2 separate regions of the Zeugodacus cucurbitae genome follow, and region 1 is linked to region 2. A link is a contact called in public Hi-C data. All regions are on one chromosome and are shown on one strand. Each heading gives the region's core, a stretch centred on a gene start, on an enhancer-like site or on the middle of the called end of the contact. The rest is flanking DNA. Distances are from core to core; before and after follow the strand shown. Region 1 holds the start of LOC105216458 (hypothetical protein). Region 2 holds the start of LOC105216457.

Region 1 (7,637 bases), core at 1,036-3,535, 130 kb before region 2:
TCGTGTTCGATATATGAGGCCTTGAAAACCTATGGTCCGATTTTGGAGATTTATAGAATGGGGCTGCCACACTATAAACGTAGTATTTGTGCAAAGTTCTGCACCGATATCTTCACTAGTGCTTACTTTATATATTGTAAAGTAAACGATTCAGATCGTCTTCAAAGTTCAGGTATATAGGAAGTAGGCGTGGTTGTGAAGCGATTTGGCCAATTTTCACAACATATTATTGGAAGGTTAGGAAACTATTACAAACCAAGTTTCATTGAAATCGGTGAGTAGTTCCTGAGATATGGTTTTTGACCCATAAGTGGGCGACGCCACGCCCATTTTCCATTTTGTAAAAAAATCTGAGTGCAGTTTTCATCTACCATTTCTTATGTAAAATTTAGTGTTTCTGGCGTTTTTCGTTAGTAAGTTAACCCACTTTTAGTAATTTTCAATCTAACCTTTGTATGGGAGGTGGGCGTGGTTATTATCCGATTTCTTTAATTTTTGGACTGTATTGGGAAGTGGCTAAAAAAACGACTGCAGAAAGTTTGGTTTATATAGCTCTATTGGTTTGCGAGATATGTACAAAAAACTTAGTAGGGGGTGGTGCCACGCCCACTTCCTCAAAAAAATTACATCCATATATGCCCCTTCATAGTGCGATCCTTCATACAAAATTTTATTGCCATAGCTTTATTAATGGCTTAGTTATGGCACTTTATGTGTTTTCGGTTTTCGCCATTTTGTGGGCGTGGCAGTGGTCCGATTTTGCTCATTTTCGAAAGCAACCTTCCTATGGTGCCAAGAAATAAGTGTTCCAAGTTTCATCAAGATATCTTAATTTTTACTCAAGTTACAGCTTGCACAGACGGACGGACGGACGGACGGACGGACGGACAGACAGACATTCGGATTTGAACTCCACTCTTCACCCTGATCTCTTTGGTATATATAACCCTATATCTAACTCGTTTAGTTTTAGGACTTACAAACAACCGTTATGTGAACAAAACTATAATACTCTCTTAGCAACTTTGTTCCTAGCAACTTTGTTGCGAGAGTATAAAAATTACTGAAGTCGATTTACAACCATGCCTACTTCCCATATATCACACATATATCATAAATATCAGAATAACACTTTGCGCTAATACTACATTGGTGAGGTGGCATCGCTCATTTAAAAATTTGCCGAAATCAGACTTTTGTAAATCTCTCATATATTTTATAGAGATTCTGAGGGAATATTTTCCTATTAATAATGTGAATATGTGCCAAAAAATTGTTAAAATCGAGATATAACTTCTCATATCTCTCTCTCTCTCTCTCTCAGATTTTTCAAATATCCGTTGAGACCGTATATATAGCAAATATGTGAGCTTTTTTTATAAAAATTCAGAGAGCGTATAATCTTGAATATAATAAATTCGACACGATTTGTGTCAAATTGTTTGTTTTGTTTGAATCAATTTTAATTTAATTAAATTGTGAAATTGTGAGGGTATTAACAGTTCGGTTACACCCAAACTTACTTTACTTCTTACTTTTCATTCCATGTTTATTCAGGTCTTTTAATCACAAAAAATCCAATTTTTTAAACTAAAATATAGGTAGCAAAGGTAGCACAAGGAAAAGTAATATAATTAATTTGAAAGTGTTGGCATTAACCCATTCGATCCCATTGTCCCCGCTTGGGTATCAATTTGAATTGATTTGAGATCCCGGATATTTAAAATATACCGGCAACGAAAGGAAAATTTAAACAATAAGAATAATAAAAAAAAACTTTTTCAAAACCAAGCCACCTTGCTTGCGTTTTTAAAGCGTCGCGTAGTTCTTGTGTACCAAAAAAAAACTTTAAACTTGTTTACTATTTTATCCAAGATTTCTTTACACCATAGAATGGCTAAACAAGCAGCAACGGTCAAAAGCATTCGGTCGTGTAGCGGTAATTACGAATGACCACCACGTGCTCTTACATTCGTTGATATATTTAAGCTAAGCTTAAACAGAAATAAATACGAGTGTTTGCTCGTAGGCAGGCATATACGGTGTTCGAGCGGTCACTTACTAAAACTACCGGTTCGAAACAGCTGATCGAGCGTGCCAGGTGTGCCGCGAAAGGCATTGTAAACAAAAAACTCGGTAAACACAGTAAATACATATGCAAAACTGCAGCGTTCATTTTCATTCATAAAAAGCAGACTCACCGATTGCCATCAGCAGGTTCATTCGCTCACTAGATCGTTCATTTTGATCTGAACGGGAGAGTTTCAGCCGAAATTTGAGCGTAGCTATGCCAATAGATTTAACAATCAGCTTAAAACTCTGCAACCTCGATGGAGCAGCGAACAAACGGTGTTGGACGTTCGTGAAGAGCGTACGCGTTCATTGTTTTCGTGAGGTAAATTGTCGAGGCAACAAACTTGCTGTGATTTAGCGCTAGTGTACTTAATTGAAAACGTTGTTGCACCTTGCTAACTTTCTGTGGAAATATGAGTGTTTGCGTGGTGGAAAATGATTGAAATGAAATGTTTGTTTACAAAAGAAAAACTGTGAAAAGTCGATGACAATGCTTAATGGTGCATCAATGTGAAATAAACACATACCGTTATAATGATGCATATTAGTTTTTCCTCACGTTTTGACAACATTTCAGCTATTTCGCTTGAAAAACGTGCTTTTTGAAGGGAAAAGTCGTGAGCACGAATTTTTTGGCATTGTCGCGTCTAACTGTGTCTTTTTCGGCTATAGCTAGCGATCATTGCAGCTGCAATGCAGCTATAGCGGCGACTTTCATCGGCATCACTCAGCTATTATTGTATCATCACCGTCATTAGTGAGTGAGTGAATGTGGCAGCCGTTGCTATTTCAACGCTTCAAAATCAATGCTTTAGCCAAGTTATTGAATCGAGCGCGCTACGAAGTTGTTGAAAATCGAAAGCGCTGTTTGCTGTTACTAATGTGGCACGATCGCTGTAGAGATAACTGACTTGTGAAAAATAAACGAAACAATTATCTTAAAAATAATAAAAAAAGAAAACGAAATAAAATGGATAACAGAAACAAGTGATTGATCGGCAATTAAAGTGTGATTAGTGTTGTTGGTGTTGATCTTTGAACGGTGTTCGTTGGTCGTTGATCGTTGATCTTTGCAGCAACAAAATGTAAATCTGTGTGACTAAAAAAACAATTATTGTCGGCGGAAATGTGTTTGCGTAAAATAAACAATTTGCATAATAGTTTATATTTGAAAATATATATTTTTGTAATGAAAAATGTGGCAAGTGCATTGCCGTTATGTAGTAAGACCCAGTTATTGATTTCCGTGTGCAGGAAAATGTGAATAAACACCAAACAATAAAGAGCGCCAAAGCAATACAAATAAAAGCTAAATAAACAATTTAAAATGAGGAAAGAAAAAGAGCACTAAATAATTTATTAAATTTTAAAGCACAATTTAATAATTTTAATTAAGCACAGCAGTGCATCAAAGACAATTTATGCGTAGCGTATTTTTACTTCATTTATTTTTTGTTTTTGTTTTGCTGTGTTACCTTTCCAATTATTATTCGTTTTTTTTTCGATTCTAATTTTTTTGTATTTTTATTTTGCATTCCAGTTTGCACGCGATCGCATTGAATTCAATAAGTTTCTGCTCTAATAGTTTGCAAAGCCGCGAAAAGTGTCGGTTTTCATAATTTTCACGCCACTATTTATTTATTTTTCAACGAAGCTCGTTTTTCTAGTTTCTTTTTCTGTGTTTTGGTTTGCAGTTTTTGTGCATATTTTCCTATGTATTTATTATTTTTATGTGGCTTCTGTTTGACTGACTGCCTGAATTACGAAACGCGGTTACGATTTACAAATTTCATTTGAAGTTTGGCAGAAAAACAAAAAAAAAATGATATAATATTAATTACAACAAAATTACAAATAAATTATGCATGCGAAGTAGAAACACATAAATAAGTAATACCGTATGAAATACAAGCTCGGCCACAGCCATAAAACCAACTTTTCCTGTCCATAATTATTGGTTTGGCACACAGTAGCCGCCGACGCCGCTCTTTTTTCACTCGTTTTCTACAAGCCGTACCGTTAGTCAATGGCATAATAGTGCGTTGGCCGCAACACTGACCCCACACACGTCAAATCGCATATAGAAACTAATACTCACAAAAACAATAAACAACGAGCAACAAAACTTAATGCACAAAAACAAAATAAAAATTAAAGCAACAACCAGTCGCCAGCGGCCAGCAACCAGCTGCCACCAAGCTGTGAAAACTTGCTCAAAAACAAAGAAAAAGTAGATGCTGGCATTTGAACGAACGTCACGACAATGTAAATTTTGCTTAAACTTTTTCCCAGTTACGAAAGTGAAATCTCTCCAATTTTCACCTGTGGCCGCGGTTTTGTGTTTTATTTAATTATTTACTTATTATTGTTGTTGCTTTAACAGATTACTGACGTTGAGTGTTGACTGAAATATTTATTTCCTATTATTATTTTTAGTTAAAGCAAGCATACATTTTAATTTTTGTTTAGCAAAAAACTCAAAAAACCATAAAGAGAAAAGTTTTTATTTTTAATAATAATTCAACTTCGGCGTGAGATTTAACTCTGCGCCCGCTTGTGCTGCTTGAAATACATTCACATATTTTTACAAATAATTAACAAGATGGCATTTCAAAAACAACACTTCATCATCGGCATGTGCTTGCTTTTGCTGCACTCTGCTGTTACCGTTACTTCCGCCAAAGCTGACACTAAGGAAGCGGTGAAGGCGACTCAAGATGATCAAAAGAAAGGTGAGTTTTATAAACGCTAATTGTTTACTGTTTATTGTGGTTTATTGAACCATCATGTAATTTGTAAAAACTCTTTCTTACATAAAGTCAGTGCTATCAAGATAGCCACGCTTCTACTAACAACCAATCACTGTAGTCTTTTTCCAAAATCAAAAAAAAAATGTAATTTCTTTTTAAAGCTGGAGCCAGAGAACTTAAAGTCACTGCATTCTTATTTCTGCTTATTTTCACCATAATGGCAGATATTTAATAATTTATTTAATAGAATTTTCAGTTAGACTCCATCAAATGGTGGTAATATTTCATGCATAATTGACTCCAATAGGTTAGTAATTTTGTTTATAAAAGTGTTGACCTAAAATGCCATAGAAATGAAATGAGAAACATTTCAGTATGATTGCTATCGAATTTGACACAACGAAACCGCACTTAATAAAGACAATATTCTCTAGTAAACATTAAGTTCAGAGTCAAGACTACGACAGGAAACAAACTCTAAACATTTTTTTAATACTTATAAACACTAAATATAAACAAACATATCGTATCCATCTTTCTTTCAAAACACGGGGGAATATTTAGTAAAAATTTACTTTTTAATTGGGAAATCTCTTTGTCATCGAAAGTTATCGGCGATACTTAATAAATATTAGGTCCACAACTTTGCTTCCGCCCTTTTCCAATAGATGTGCTCGTAGCGTCAAGCACTGGTCGATTAAATCGATTTTTTTTATATCGATCTTGGATATTTGTGTCAACATTAACCCAACAAAATATTTGTAGAAATCTGTTTGCATCCCAAACTTATTCTCAACTGAAAATGTCACTTTTTAAGCCAAGTTCTCGACATTTGCGGGAAATTTTGCTTTTCTTTTTTAATTCCAAGAAAAGTGCGGCTGAGGCTCATCGACAATTGTAACCTTTTTTATACAAAAAAAACTTCAATTTATTATAAAAAAACGGCGGAACAAAGTTGTAGACCTAATATATTAAAACTTAAGGTTAACATGGATTTCATCATGCAAACTCGAACTATTATATTGTCATATAGAAAAAAAAATATTTAGGTCAAACTTCCTTATCTTAAGACACACATTTAATGGATTATTGATTTTTTTAAAAATTAATATATTAATAACAAGTAAGGAAGGGCTAAGTTCGGGTGTAACCGAACATTTTATACTCTCGCAATTGATTTATTTATATTATATAATACACGATTTGACCCACATATTCGTCATATATATTGTATAAAGTCCATTGAAAGTTGGAAACCATAATATTAGGTTAGAAGCACCGAGGTCCTCGCGTTCGATATATGAGGCCTTGAAAACATATGGTCCGATTTCTAGAAAGGGGCTGCCGCCACACTAAAATGCAGTATTTATGCAAAGTTCTGTTCCGATACCTTCACTAGTGCTTACTTTAGTAAACTATTCAGACCGACTTCAAAGATCTGGTATATAGGAAGTAGGCGTGGTTGTGAAGCGATTTGAACTATTTTCACAACATATCATTGGGATGTAAGGAAACTATTACAAACCAAGTTTCATTGAAATCGGTCGAGTAGTTCCTGAGATATGGTTTTTGACCCATAAGTGGGCGACGCCACGCCCATTTTCCATTTTGTAAAAAAATTTCATCTGCCATTTCTTATGTGAAATTTAGTGTTTCTGACGTTTTTCGTTAATGAGTAAACTCACTTTTAGTAATTTTCAACCTAACTTTTGTATGGTAGGTGGGCGTGATTATGATCCGATTTCTTTCATTTTTGGACTGTATTAGGAAGTGGCTAAAAAAACGACTGCAGAAAGTTTGGTTTATATAGCTCTATTGGTTTGGGAGATATGTACAAAAAACTTAGTAGGGGGCGGGGCCACGCCCACCTCCCCAAAAAAATTACATCCAAATATGCCCCTTCATAGTAGGATCCTTCATACCAAATTTTATTTCCATAGCTTTATTTATGGCTTAGTTATGGCACTTTATGTGTTTTTGGTTTTCGCCATTTTGTGGGCGTGGCAGTGGTCCGATTTTGCTCATTTTCGAAAGCAACCTTCCTATGGTGCCAAGAAATAAGTGTGCCAAGTTTCATCAAGATATCTTAATTTTTACTCAAGTTACAGCTTGCACAGACGGACGGACGGACGGACAGACAGACATTCGGATTTGAACTCCACTCTTCACCCTGATCACTTTGGTATATATAACCCTATATCTAACTCGTTTAGTTTTAGGTGTTACAAACAACCGTTATGTGAACAAAACTATAATACTCTATTTAGCAACAGAGTTAGTTGCGAGAGTATAAAAATATTTTAAATAATCTCATTGGGCTACATTCAGTCAAATAAGTACCCGGAAATTCTCATTTTAAATTTTCCCGCTGAGAATATTTCAATTTTTTCTCCCAGGTTGGCATAACTATCAGCCACTATTCGGTCAATTTGAATTGGTATGTGTCATTTAGTTTGTTTTTTATATAGGCTTCGACAGGAAACAAAATAGATGATAATTTGTTTTTTGAACAGGTTTCTACGAAAATAAAATTGCTAAAATCAGCGGTATTTGTTTATGAATTGTAATTGAAAAAATATATAATTTAAAGGCCCGTTAAATTGTGTCTCGAAGTCCTGCCTAAGATTTCATCAAGATCGGCTTAGTAAAAAAATATTTAACTTTTGCAGATTGTACATATATAAAACTATTACCCGGACCCACTTCAAATTTAGGGACAAAATTCTGGGATATTAAAGAAATGACAATGAAAACACGGTTTCTTGAAGCGCAGAAACTCATGTAACCCCTTAAATGTTAAACACTCTAGCAATT
Region 2 (6,726 bases), core at 784-3,283:
TGTTATTCTTATAGGTTGAATGTGAGGATTGGATGGTGAAACTATAACGGCAAATCATGTTCAGCTTGTTTATCGCTTTCTTAAATTATTTTACAAAGCCTGACCATGAGTAGTATTTTGGCGCATCATCGTCATACAAGTGCAATTACTGTGCTATCTGAGCTATAGGATCTAGTAGTCCGACGCGGCCAATTTTTTGTCTATATATTTAAAATGTTTTTCTAGATTTTTGGTGAATATTTCATAGCGATATCTCAACGGGAAGTATTTATGACCGCGCCTTCACACAAGCCGAACCACTGTGCTGTGCCTCGGTGTGCGAGCATCTGCATTTAAATGCATATTTTTTAAGCTCTCATACTTCTTTTAGCAATGTATTCACTCAAGTTGTCAGGCTCAAACGTTTGGCAGTTGCTAAGGCGTTGTGTGACAACGTGACAAGTGTCTTTGCGCATCAGTTCAGCGTTGTGGCTTTCATTTGTTATATGGTGTTTACATAATCACAGTAGCAAACGTCCACACTTTAAAACTTCGACAAACTATTAATATGCACAAAATAAATAATGATTAAAGATGCTTAAGAGGATTCGCAAATCATATTTATCAACATTATATCTGCATCATTTAATTGGAAGTGGCAAAAAATCGTACTTTCAACTTTAAATTTTTCGATTAATAGTATTTAACTTTATTCGTGTGCGAATTGATATAGACTTGATTACTACGCGCTACGTCATACTTGGCTGCATTAAAATCATTTTTTGTCCAGGTGGACAGGGATCGATGCAATAGCCTATCAGCTCTTCTTCGCAGTGAGCCCGCATAGTATTAGGGAGGAGTTTCGCAAAGAAGGGATAGATACCGTTTAGCCTGTGTTAAACAATCTATTACATTACCGAACAAACAAATAATGAATCTCTCAAGAGACAAAGCTGGTTTGCCGAAGACTTATACTGGTCTAATGGGCTGCGACCGGAAACAATACAGCATACATACACAAATACAGTTTTTTTATTGGTTTATTCTGAAAATTTTATCTAAACATGTTCCAAAATTATTTCGTATTACTCTCGTTTGGCTACAGAATCTTCTGTCATATACATTATCGGCCGCACTTCAAGTTTAGGCTTTTGCCAGTTTTATGATATTCATTTTGTTGTTCAGTGTCCAAATTCACAAAACTCTTTGCAGATGTCATCGATCACACTGCGTTTAATCCGTTTCAATGACATGCGTTGCTTTTTGGACTCCATCATGTATGAAATGAGTGAATGCACGCAATCGAAGTAAAGCAGACCTGCGGTGCCCTCATTCAAATCCAGATACCGGAAGCGATTCACGTTGCATGTACAACCATCATATATGAAATATATTTTGTTATTCTCATCGTGTGCGCGAAAAATCACATAATTGCCCCAAGGCGTCATGATGAAAACGCGATCGGCACAGCGCATCCCCGCGCGCACGAGTTTACAAAGACTCTCATAACTACCGCTCTCCGAGCCAACGACCGCCATGCGTTCAGGTTCGTCCAAAATTCCTGGATAGTGGTTTGGTCTGCACGCCACAGCTCCTTTGCAGCAAGCGTCCTCTGTGTAACGACACGGATCATCAGATCTTATCTTGTCATTGCATTTAGGTTCCGGTGGTGGTGGTGGCGGTGTTATGGGTTCCGGTTCAGCACGAATCATGGCCGATGCCGCTTTCGATTGACGAACTGACATTTTGCTCTTCTTTCGTTTGTCCTTTCCCTTGCCCTTTTTTCCTTTCCCTACGGAGGCAGCTTCACTTAAAGCACTTTTGCGGCCTTTTTTTCCTTTCTTGCCCTTTTTTCCACCATCAGCTGGTTCATCTTTACCCTTCTTATCCTTTTTGCCTTTCTTAGCCATAATGATAGTGGAGTAGAGCGTGCACTTTTAAAATTTTAAATTTTGTTAATTTTCATTTATTTCAAACTATTGCTTTTTGTTTATATAATTTTGATTAAAAAATGTAACAATGTACTGAAATATTTTTAAAAGTTTGAAATGTTGGAACGACTTTTTTTCAATGTAAAGTTCAGTAAGCAATGCATGCTAATGGAGACAAAAAGCAGCTTATAAATTTTTGCAAATTCATATTTTGATAGAAAAAATATAAAAGGAAAATAATGGATTTTATAGACTCAAATGGAATTAATTTTAACGATGTACAAATGAATACATGAATGTACATATCTTTCAACTTTAATATTATTTGATCTTAAGATGTCCTTTTTGCATAAGCAAAGAAGTTGTCTGGTCCTAACAAAGATAAAGCACTTTTTAAGACTAACTACTGCATCTACCAAGTCACACTCATAAAAAAGAAGAACCTGTTGTATAGATATTATCTTAAAGGATATTTCTTGAATTATTGATCTAAACTAACTTTCTATAAAATATCGGAGAGATTTGCCGATATTTCCGGTAAAAAATTTAACATAGATACTGAGATACTCAGGTTCGATATATGGGGCCTTGTAATGTTATAGTCCGATTTCAACAAATTTTAAATGGGCGATGCCACTCCTGCAATGGTTTATTTGTACAAAGTTATATTCCGAATGAGAAGTTTTTATGAGAAGTAGTTGTTTGTTAATAGTAATAATTACAAGTAAGGAAAGGCTAAGTTCACGTGCAACCGAACATTTTATACTCTTGCAATTTATTGCTATATTTTTATTGAGATAACACACAATTTTAATATATTCGGCATAAAGTCCAATAGAAAAACGAAAATCATCACATATAGTATATAGGCTGAGGTAATTATGACCTGATTTTAACCATTTCTGGTACAAAGACACACTATTAGAAGAAAACGATTTCCTCTGAATTAAATTAAGATATCTGAGAGATTTACCGATATTTTCGGTGAAATATTACCCTAAGGCACTAAGTTCTTCATATTCGATATCCGGGGCGTTGAAGAGTTATAGTCCGATTTCGATCGATTTCAAAGATCATATTCAGTATTTGGGTAAAGTTTTATTCCACTATATATTATAAAGTGAAGGAATAAGATGGAGCTCAAAATTGAGTTATATGGAAAGTAGTCGTGATTGGGAACCGATTTCGCCTATTTTATACTCATGTTATCAGGGTGTAAGACATCAAGAAAATCAGGGTGTAAGACAAGTATTATATACCGAATTGAAATCTGTCGAGTAGTTCCTGAGATATGGTTTTTGACCCATAAGTGGGCGATGCCACGTCCATTTTCCATTTTGTAAAAAAATCTGAGTGCAGCTTCTTTCTTCTGTAAAATTCAATGTTTCTGACGTTTTTTGTTAGTGCGTTAACGCACTTTTAATAATTTTCAACCTAATCTTTGTATGGGAGGTGGACGTGGTTATTATCCGATTTCAACTATTTTCATGGTGTGTGGTGGGGTAAGAGAACCGACTGCAGAAAGTTTGGTTTATATAGCTTTATTGGTTTGCGAGATATAGACAAATAACCGATTTGGGGGCGGGGCCACGCCCACTTCCCCAAAAAATTACATTCAAATATGGCCTTACTAGGGCGATTCTTTTTTACCAAAATTTATAACTTTATTTATGGCTTAGTTATAACACTTTATGTGTTTTCGGTTTTGGATTTTGGTTCGTCTCGTCACCCTGATCATTTTGATATACATACATAACCCTATATCAACTCGTGTAGTTTTATGACTTACAAACAACTGTTATGTGAACAAAACTATAATACTCTCTTAGCAACTTTTGTTGCGAGAGTATAAAAATACGAGCAGCAGATCTAAATAAAAAAGATGCAACCGTCAATCTGTTAGTAAACGAGGACAACACGAAATACATATCTCCTATCATCAAACTAACAGTTAGCGCTTTCGCGACTAGACTTACACGTCACTGTTGACAGCCATAACTTTGAAGTTGTAGATAATTTGGTCCATCTTGGAGCCAGCATTAATACCGATATCAATGTCAGCCAGAAATCCAACGCATATTTATTCTTCCCAACAGGTGTTTCTTTTTGAACTGGGTAGGCAATTGAAAAGTTAAGACCTCTCTCGACGGACTAAAATCAAACTCTACAAGTCCCTCAGCATTTCCCTCCTGCTTTATGGTGCTGAAGCATGGATGATGTCAACATCCGAAGAGACGGTATTAGGAATTTTCGAGAGAAAGGTTTTGCGGAGGATTTATATTCCTTTGAACATTGCCAACCGCGAATACCGTAGACGATGGACCGATGAGATGTATGAGTTATACGACGACCTTGACATAGTCCAGCGAATAAAAAGACAGCGGCTGCACTGACTAGGCCATGTTGTCCGAATGGACCAGCTCCAGTTTTAAAAGTGTTCTATGCAGTACCCGCTGGTGGCAGCCAAGGGCGAGGACACCTCCAGACCAGGGAGCGAAGGACCTCGCTACACTTGGTATCACCAATAGGCGCCAAACAGCGAGAAGGAAGAACGAATAGCGCGCTGTTGTTAAGCCGGCTATAATCGCGTAAGCGGTGTCTACGGCAGTAAAGAAAAAGTAAGAACCAAAAAAATTCGGTAACAGTTAAAAATAGTGTTGCCAGAAAGTTTTTGGGACGGCTGAAGATTTGTTCAATATTTACATATACATGTATATGTATGTATATGTATATATTATAAGGAAAATAAATTCGTTCTAGATTGAGTTGGTATTTAACTATACTCATATATTATGAAGCAATCAATATAAAAAAAACATGTTTAAACGCCCAGCTAATAATAATATGATGCGTGTATAAAAGTGTATAAAATACTTACTTAGCGCTGTGATAAACATGTTAGCGGTGTCTAAAATGTGAAACCTCGCTTAAACGAATGTAATATTCTTACTTATGTATGTGTTTAAAACAATGTAAATATTTATTTCAGAAGTGACTGTGTGAATGGACGCTTGCAAATCGGGATTGCACAACACAATTCAATACAACATCGAAACCATTTTATGGATGAACACATCGCGATATTGTTATTCTAAACATTTACCTGATCGCAAACAATATTTTAGTATCTTTTCGTGAATTTTAGTGCCGCTACATTATACGAAAGATTGAAAATAAAATAAAGCAAATGCAATCATAAAGCACGTCTTCGCACACAACTTCCTTACATTTATGAGGAAATACTCAGTTAACCCTAACGGCAGTCTCGCCGTAGCGTTAGTGACCGGGCCAAGACAGTAAAGTTTACGTTTATAGCTGCATTCACACACACACACACAAGCACACAAATGTTGTTTAATAGCACGCGTGTTCACATATTACAAGAAAATGTGTATTTTTTGTTTTTGTTGAGTTGTTTTCGGTGTTTTGAGTTGCGCTTTACGCCACGCTTACCGCTTGTATGATACTTATGTGAGCAGAAGATTTGCGATTGCGTCAGGATTCGACAAAACCGCGAAGCGCTAACAGCCGAAAAAGTGAATGGATAAGTTTTGTTGTAAAGGTAACGAACGTAAGCGAACATAGTTTACCGGAAAAACGTTTCAATTATTAATAGCACAGTGTATATGTATGTATTATATAGTATATGCAATCAAATGGCCGATAGAATCGGCAAAAGCGTCTGTAATTGATTCAAAATTCTCTTTTCATACTTTCGAGTACCCTGTGCTTCCTATGTTTTATGTATCCAAGAAAATGCATCAAGCTACGTAGCCACAACACGTTCGGGGTGGGATAGATATCGAGAGCTGAAGAGGGAAGCGAGACGCATTTGCAGACGTAAAAAGAAAGAGGCCGAAATGCGTGAGTATGAATAGATTGAAAACCTGGCCGACATGGGTAATGTTCGAAAATTTTATGAAAAGATGAGGCGATTTACAGAAGGTTTCAAGACCGGAGTTATGGAGGTAAGTGTTCCGAACCTTCTGAATGACCGTGAAAATACAACACCAGGAGATCACGAACCACTGAAGGATTACCGGTCGAGCTATTCAAACACGGCGATGAAGAACTGATAAGGTGCATGCATTAGCGTCTTTGTTGAATATGGTCGCAAGAAAGCATCATCATGGTGATTGGAATCTCAGTGTGCTCTGCCCAATCCATAAAAAGGGAGACCCCACAATCTGCGCCTACTACCGTGGTATAAGTCTCCTCAATATCGTCCTGTCGAGCGTATTGTGTGAAAAATTAAATCCCACCGTTAAGGAACTAATTGGACCTTACCAGTGTGGCTTTAGACCAGGAAAATCCACCATGAACCAGATATTCACTATGCGCCAAATCTTGGAAAAGACCCGAGAAAGAAGAATCGACACTCACCACCTTTTCATCGAAAAGGAGCGAGCTTTCTCTATGCCGCGATGTCTGAATTCCGTATCCCTACGAAACTAATACTAAACTGATGTTGAGCAACACCAAAAGCTCCGTCAGGATCGGGAAGGACCTTTCCGAGACGTTCGATACCAATCTAGGTTTCAGACAGGGTGACTCACTATCGTGCGACATCTTCAATTTATTGCCAAATAGAGAAGGTACAATATTCTAAAAGAGTGTACAGCTACTGGCGTACGCCGTTGATATTGATATCATCGGAGCAACAACAACGCCGTTTGTTCTGTTTTTTCCAGACTGGATAAGGAAGCGAAGCAAATGGGTCTGGAGGTGAACGAGGACAAGACGAAATATCTCCTGTCATCAAACAAACAGTCAGCGCACTCGCGTCTTGGCTTCCACGTCACTGTTGTAAGTCATA

The links. Hi-C and Micro-C count contacts between places; a contact is called where the count stands out from the background.
Region 1: a Hi-C map of whole body shows a contact between it and region 2, with 2.2 times the contacts expected there. The contact joins the promoter of LOC105216458 here to the promoter of LOC105216457 in region 2. A contact is called at or near these places in 2 of 2 Hi-C or Micro-C datasets (both in whole body).

The regions. Positions count from the first base shown.
Region 1 is chr5:30,406,992-30,414,628 of idZeuCucr1.2, reverse strand. It overlaps LOC105216458 (hypothetical protein), which reads left to right and starts at 2,285. Exons shown (of 3, transcript XM_011190953.3): 1 at 2,285-2,395; 2 at 4,543-4,805. The coding sequence starts at 4,676.
Region 2 is chr5:30,273,417-30,280,142 of idZeuCucr1.2, reverse strand. LOC105216457 reads right to left here and starts at 2,033. Exons shown (of 1, transcript XM_011190949.3): 1 at 1,002-2,033. The coding sequence starts at 1,889. The coding sequence ends at 1,161.